2 separate regions of the Zea mays genome follow, and region 2 is linked to region 1. A link is a contact called in public Hi-C data. All regions are on one chromosome and are shown on one strand. The core of a region is the stretch at or near the end of the contact, and the rest is flanking DNA. Distances in the headings are between cores, read along the strand shown. Region 1 holds the start of LOC100281703. Region 2 has its middle 83 kb from the start of LOC118476927.

Evidence for each region. Hi-C and Micro-C count contacts between places; a contact is called where the count stands out from the background.
Region 2: a contact with region 1 is called in a Hi-C map of tassel, with 2.9 times the contacts expected there. The contact joins the enhancer-like site here to the promoter of LOC100281703 in region 1. A contact is called at or near these places in 3 of 25 Hi-C or Micro-C datasets (ear, endosperm and tassel).

What each region holds. Positions count from the first base shown.
Region 1 is chr4:92,046,969-92,050,631 of Zm-B73-REFERENCE-NAM-5.0, forward strand. LOC100281703 reads right to left here and starts at 1,844. Exons shown (of 9, transcript NM_001154623.2): 1 at 1,515-1,844; 2 at 1,355-1,417; 3 at 868-958; 4 at 591-667. The coding sequence starts at 1,694.
Region 2 is chr4:92,520,691-92,524,353 of Zm-B73-REFERENCE-NAM-5.0, forward strand. No RefSeq gene overlaps it. Among protein-coding and RNA genes, the nearest start is that of LOC118476927, 83 kb to the left of the region's middle. Within about 2 kb of position 1,876, at least 19 of the 20 cell types and tissues checked have an H3K27ac peak or open chromatin away from gene starts, as enhancers often do. A contact at or near this core is called in ear, endosperm and tassel, where this site is marked.

The sequences.
Region 1 (3,663 bases), core at 594-3,093:
AAGGGGTAGACATGAAAGAATGAAGCAAACAGATGCACTGAAGTTACCATTGATTTATATTTGGTGTTGGGACAAGGCTAGATGGAGTTATATTTGGGATAGGAAGGAGTACGTTCTAAGTTAAAGAGTACATAATCCATAAAAGGATATGATCCAAGTTTGCACTGTTAATTCTGTTTATGGATATGGGCCATGACATATTCATATTGGCGTAATGTGTTGCCTGAAAAAAAAACATCCTTCCAAACTTTATGAACAAAAGAAAGCTGGCAGACCATAAAAAGATACAAAACATTAGCTTCTTTGTGCATTAGATGAATCTAGTATTAGTTTAGCCACTTGACAATATATTTGCTGCATTACTTCAGAGTCTAGATACCCAGGGAGATATCGGAAAAGAATCCTAGAATATGGAGCAGATTCTTGTACAAACTCAAAGAGTTTCAAGGGTTTACTGTAATAGAGGACAATGAAACTATAAAGTAGTGCATAAACATGTATAACAAGGTTGTACCACATGCTTTGTCCTACACTCCTGTCAATCCATGTGCATATTATTTATGGGAAACAAACAATTAGAATACACTTACCCCTGTTCTCTGTTGATTCAGGCCTCCACTTGTAACAATCATCAAATAGCGCTCTGGTTGGGTAGTAATATTTGAGTCTACACAATTTTGAAACAAAAACTGCTTCAGGTAAAATTTAACAAAAGATGCAGTCAAAACTATTTCCCGAATCTCAAAAGCATTAATTACAACTAAACACCTAGCATTTGTAGCCTTGTAGAACTGTGGAACAAATAAAATTGTCCAATGCAGTTTCACCAAATTTCTACCAACAGTGGATTTTAAAAAGTTTGCCTACCAAGAAACCTGCTGCTTGAGTTGCTGCACCCATAAAATTTGCTAGCAAGCTTTGAACCCCAAAGGTCATCCCTGACGGCCGAACCATTCGTCTACATTTTAAAGTTGTAATAAACTCATCAATTATAAAAATAAAATTAAATTTCACATGCCTTAGGAAAGCAACCAAATCATGATGCAGGAACTCTGAAGATAAAGGGCATGCATATCGAAATAATTTTATGGCAACATAAATAAAATCCAGTTAAGCTCAAACATGTATTAGAGGAAGCGAATTTCACTCGTCTAGAACCAAAATAACAAGAAAAACCAATAGCTTGTCACAGTCTAATTTGCTGAAAAATGGCACATGATGTGGCACCCAATTCATTTACCTACAAATCAAAAGGGTAATCCAGAGTGTTGAACTCACAACTTTACTAATATAAACAGGATAAAGGCTAGTGAGATCTGCTGCACTCGGTCTAACCGGAAAAGGGCATACTTACCGGAGCACGGGAAATCTCGCGGCGCTCGAACTCCTCCATGCTACCGGCGCCGGAGCTGTTCAGCTGAGCGAGCGAGAGCATAAAGCAAGATAGGTTAGATCGAGAGATGTGAAGGGAAAAAAAAAGCAGAGGCGGCTAGGTTACTAGTGCGATGCGATACCAAGGTATGGGCCGAGCGGCGGCGGCGGGAGGAAGCGAGCACGGGGTGGTCTGCGAGCGGCGGCGGGGAGACGTAGAGCAGCGCGACGGCGGCGAGGAGGAAGAGCAGGAGCGCTGCCGCCGGCAGTGCGGCGCGGCGCGGGCAACGGTAGTTGCCGCTGCGCCGCCGTGACTGGACCATATCCCACGGCCAGAGGGCGAAGCTGCGAAGAAGCGCCGCGGCGACGGCGCTGGTGAGGTGGTCCTGGAGGCGGCGGTGGCGGCATGGGAGGCCGGCCCGCCTCTAGATCAGTAGATTTTTGAACTCTAGAGGAAAGGATGGTGGTACTACAGCATACATCACTGTACGGCGGGTGTGTAAACAAAAAAGTTAAAACACGGGTTCTCTGTTCGTCCTTTTTCCTTCGGAATCCAGAAAAAAAACATTTTGTTACGAGAACCTATCCATGATCAAATTATGCGCTTCTTTTGGGAACACCGAAACCGGACGGGCGGTCCACCGATAAAAAAACACGTCCAGCTGCCCGTTTGGAAGGGTTACGTACAGGTTTCCTTACACCACGTTTGATAGAGATAGGGCTCCACTTCTTGGATCGTCTTCGCCTCTGCTTAATCTGTGAACGCCCTCACCCACCACCATCACCTGCCTCAGTGCCGTCACCCGCAGTCATCCGCACGCTACCCCGCCTAGCACATCACTGAGCACCACAACATCTCGAAGCATCACGCCACATCTTGGAGAATCTTATAGATCCACGCTCAACGCCGTATCTGGGGTGGGGAAGGTGCGGCCGCACCAGGCCCCAAAAAACGGAGGGACACCTAGCCAATAGAAGCTAGCACTTTTTTCTATTAAATCTATCTATTCTAGACATAAATATGTAAAGACCGATTGCGCTATCGACCAGTCTCATTTAGATTATTAAGTTAATGTCTCAATTACTTATCGAATACTCTATCTGTTTCAAAATAGTATTTTGTTTTAACTCTTGATTTTTATGTTTATATTCAACTAGATGATGATGAATTCACTAAAGAAGCAAAACAAATTTTATTTTGATATAGAGATAGTACTATTTACTATACATATGATGATTGCATCGGCAGAGAGGAGCTTTTAAAAATTGAAATATTTTTGTGAACTATTTATGGCCAACAATAACTCAAGAGATGTTAAATGGCTTGGTGATTCTATATATCGAAAAAAATTGTTGGATGAGATTGATCTCAATGATATAAACGATGACTTTGTATCATAAAATGTTAGAAGATATTATTAATGATATCAGATAACAAGTAAGTGTTTTTTTACTATATTTTACATTTGTTATCTTATAAACTTCAAAACAGTGCATAATAATTTTATACGTCAAATATTTGATAATATTTGTATAATTATATATATTTGTGTGTGGATGGGGTATCCATATCGGATTTCACACTAGGCCCCTGAAAAGTCAGGAACGGCCTTGTCCACACTTGGATGGATTGGATTCTACTCTTATCATCATCGCTCGTCTACTTCTCGTCCTAGATCCATACTCGGTGCCGCGCTCTGCAAGTGGAGAAGACCAACAACTAGCGGACGGTGAGTCCTTGTCCGTCTCGTTTCGTTTCTTGTTTTTTCTACCATCCCATATTCACACTCTTGTGTTTTTTTCTAGATTTTTCTAGTTTTATTCTCAGTTATTTTTTCACAAGGGATATAAACTAATCATATTATTTTTTTGTTTTATTTTTTCTTAGTGCTTCATGAGGAGGATGTTGTGACCAGGAGAAGCAGTTGATGTCTGACGTTGATAAGGCATATTCTGGCCTCTATAGTAGATAGGGCAACACTAGACTGTTTTCGAGAAGACCATGAAACCAACAAAATCCTCAAAAACTGACAAGTCCCAGAAGTAGACTTGCGCTCCAAACGGCAACCCGCAAAATCAGCATCACAGTAACCACACAAATACAGAACAGACCATGAGGAATACTACAAACCAAACTCAGGAGTGAAACGTAGGTACCTCATAATCCGCTTCACAACCTTTTGTGAGATGTGCGTGGGGAAGTCTAGAAACGAACGCACAGACACACTGCAAAGTGTATGTCCAGCCTCGTCACAGTCAAGTACATGAGAGAGTCAATCAAGATCATGTACT
Region 2 (3,663 bases), core at 626-3,125, 470 kb after region 1:
TGCGCTGATTTGCGCGTGTTCGAGAGTAGCTAAAGCTAACGTAAAACAAAACTCATAGAACAAAGGAGGCGCAGCTCCTGGATAAATAGAGAGGGGGACGCAGCCCCTAGTGGCGGCCAAAGGGGGAAAACGCAACCCTAGGTCGCCCACTATGGGCCGCAGTTGGACTGGTCGTCTATTCTTCTGGGCCCTCATTCTTCAGTAGCATGACGAAGTTAAGATCTCTGGCATGGGCCCGAGTGATTGGCCCAGCTAATGAAGGAAGTGGTGCTTGATGTGGAGGTGCTGCTGGTGTAGTCGTACTCATGTTGCAGGTGATGTCCTCATAAAAAAGGCTATCTAGTCCTCGATAGATTGTCCTTAAGTCAATAGTAAATATCAAGGGCATGGATGTAATTTTACATAGGTTGTGTACTGTGCCTATAAATAGATGAACAGTAACATCGTACTGGGCACGCTGACTGGTATTCACTCGCACGTCACTCTCTGACTCAAACCTTCTGTCAAGCCGAAGGTACAAATGTAACTTACTGTTATTAATGTTTGCCCATGATGAAATAATGAGAATATAAATAATGTTACAATTCAATATGATTGTTCATGTTGTTTTCCATGTTTCATATACTTCTACTTTCATTATTATATACTGATATAATGAAGGTATGTCCTTCATAACCTTCGTCTAAAGATCATTGTATCCTAAGGGAGATAATGCTTTGAAGGACGAAGGTCTTTAACCATTAACATTTTTGTGTTGCCTTGTTCTTAACTCATAGCATTTGAGAACAAGTCCCCAACAAAACTTATGCATGAATAGTGATAATAAAGAATATTATTGGGTAATAAAAGTGGATCAAGGGCACAACTTGCTTGGCACTTGAGATTCCAGTAACCAAGGTGATTCTTCAGATCCTCGTGACCTCACTGCTAATCGTAGCAATACAAACAGACATGGTATAGACAAAATTAACATCACACCATGCATAAGAACAAACTTCATAATAATGATCTACGCGAAGTTACGAGGTCGTGGGATCGAGAACTACTAAGATCGAAGTCGGGGGTCATCAAGTTATGATGTGATTAAATGATTAAAACTAGGTGTTATTTTATAATACCAGAGAAAAGATAACCAAAAATAGTAATTAATTCAACTTTAATCTAAATTATAAATTGACTATAGATCACAGTTTAGTAGATAATGATGAGCACATTAACAAGAATAACCAACATAAGTTAAGTAAAGATTTAATCATAAAATAATGAGACATGGTATAATAAATGTTGTTATTGCATAGTAAATATTCGTACGAGACTAACGCAACTTGACCGGATCAAATCGGAATCATAGATTTTAAGTTATGAATTTCTAATGATTTTATGTGTTTTGTACAATATTAAATGGGATATAAATTTTAATATGACTTTCATGTGAAAACAGTGGTACTAGATGATAAACCATAATATTACAAAATTATAGAAACTCGAATGGACTAAAAAGGAGCTAGAATAGATTTTCTATGATTTAAACAAGTTTCTGCAATTAGTTTTATATTGAAAATCACTTTTTAAATGGATTTCTCAATTTCCTTACAGATCTGGTCTGCGCGCAATATTAACAAAAAGTCCAAGGACTAAAACAGAAACATTCCTAAGACTCAGATCCCCAGTCGCTAGGACTCCAGGTTGTTTTGTCACTTTCTCAGGGTCTCTTTTGAAAGAAGAGCACGACGAAGGGGTATCGGCAACCCACAGTCGTCCGATCTCCACTCAACGCGCCAGATTAGATTGCCAAACGGGAATATTCCTATGCCATCACAGCCACCCGCGGCAGGATCAACGACCCTGATCTATTGTGTGGGAGGGAAAACACGGACAACCGATCCGGCCATCCGTTTCGATCTCGACGGCCAAGATCAACCTAACGCGAACCGTTACACCGTCCTAATCCTGACCGCACAACAAAATCGAACGGCCAGGAGCCGATTCCCACTCAGGTGACGACCGACCGGCGGCGGCATTCCACCCACGGCGGCGCGGCATTAACGGGCCACTAGCTTAATCTCCGATTTCTGCCTACAACATGATTCTGATGCTTGCATAACAAAGCAGAGAGTATGGGGAATGTAATGGAGTGCATCATACCGTTCTCGGTGGCGACAGCAGCACTGCCCACGGTGACCCACGGCCCGACTGCCTGGATGAAGAACCGATGAGAAATTCCGCCGCACCGCAGGCCTCAGCGCTGGATTAGGCCCGTGTACACGATCTACCAACCCTGTAGAATGCCTGGAACCGCACAACGGAGGTTGGGAGGCGACGATGGCTACAATCAATGGCGGCGTTGCAGATTCGCACGGCTACAGCGAGCAATTCCCCACCGTCCAGCCACACATCACCCCCTCGATGCGGACATAAGCACCACCCGAGCGGCTGTACGCCATGATGAAGTACTCCTCCACATCCGGCCGCCACCGCAGCCTCAGGCTGTATGTGTACCGTGCCGTTTCAGCAGCTTCCGGCTGTACCGCCAAGGGGGGAGTGGGAGTCCATTAATGGTGAGGGCCGCCGGTTGCGAGCCAAAGGCGGATGGGGAGGTGATGTAGGACTAGGTAGGGAAGAAGCACGGAACGACGAGCACGAGGCAGAAGAATCGAGCACGGAGGTGGCGGCTCGAGATGGCAGAAAAAAATGAAAAGGAAAGTCTAGTTCTGCATTTAAGCACCATGACCGGGAGGTCCAGCCAGCCGAAGGGAATAGTTGAATTCCCGCAAAAGTTTGTTGCTAGGATCCGATTTCATGGCTAGAAGCTCGGACCCCACGAATTTTTCTATTCTCGGGTTATTACGGAGGGGAAAGAGAGATGACATGCGGGGCCCGCACCGTCAGCGAGTGGTGGCCAGGGTGATGCGCGCTGCTGCCGCGCCCTAAGATGAGTTGGGCTGGCTGCGCGAGGAGATGGGAGAAGTGGGCCGAATTGTGAGGGTGCGGCCCAACAGCGGGTTTTTCTTCTTTTTCTTTTATATTTCCATTTCTATTTTCTATTTTCTATTTCTCTCATTTTCATATTTAGGTTTCGAATTTGAATTCAACTATGAATATGAATTTTGTACTTAAACTAAAGGTAGACTTTAATCTTACAAGTATGGATAGAGTTTACGTTTTTTATGAATTTTATAATATTTCTTTTCTTCCTTTCTCCACATCTTAATTTCCAAATTTAGGTTTAAATGCCTATTTGACCATTTGTATATTCCTATTATCATTATTTTTAAATGCACAATCAAATAAACTCCAACATGATGCCAAGTGTATAAATATTTATTATTATCTCATTTAAGTATCATGTTTTTTTAAATATGCAAATTCACATACACAAAAATAGTTGCTTTTAAGAGGAGCAAATTTCTAGTGTACAACCTTTACTAAAAGATGCTTTATCTAAATTTTATAGCTCAAATAAAAGAGAGAACCTAATTCATATAGATGTCCTTTATTAGAAAACATGTTTATTTTGTTAAGGAGAAAATTCTTTTCTAGAGGATTTACTCAAAAATTTTGGAAAGTTTTACTAAATTCTTAAGACAAAATTTTTAGGTGTTACAGTAGAGTGGTCAGGCTTCGCCATGTTATTCGGTTTTCTCCATTAATTATTTCCGCTGC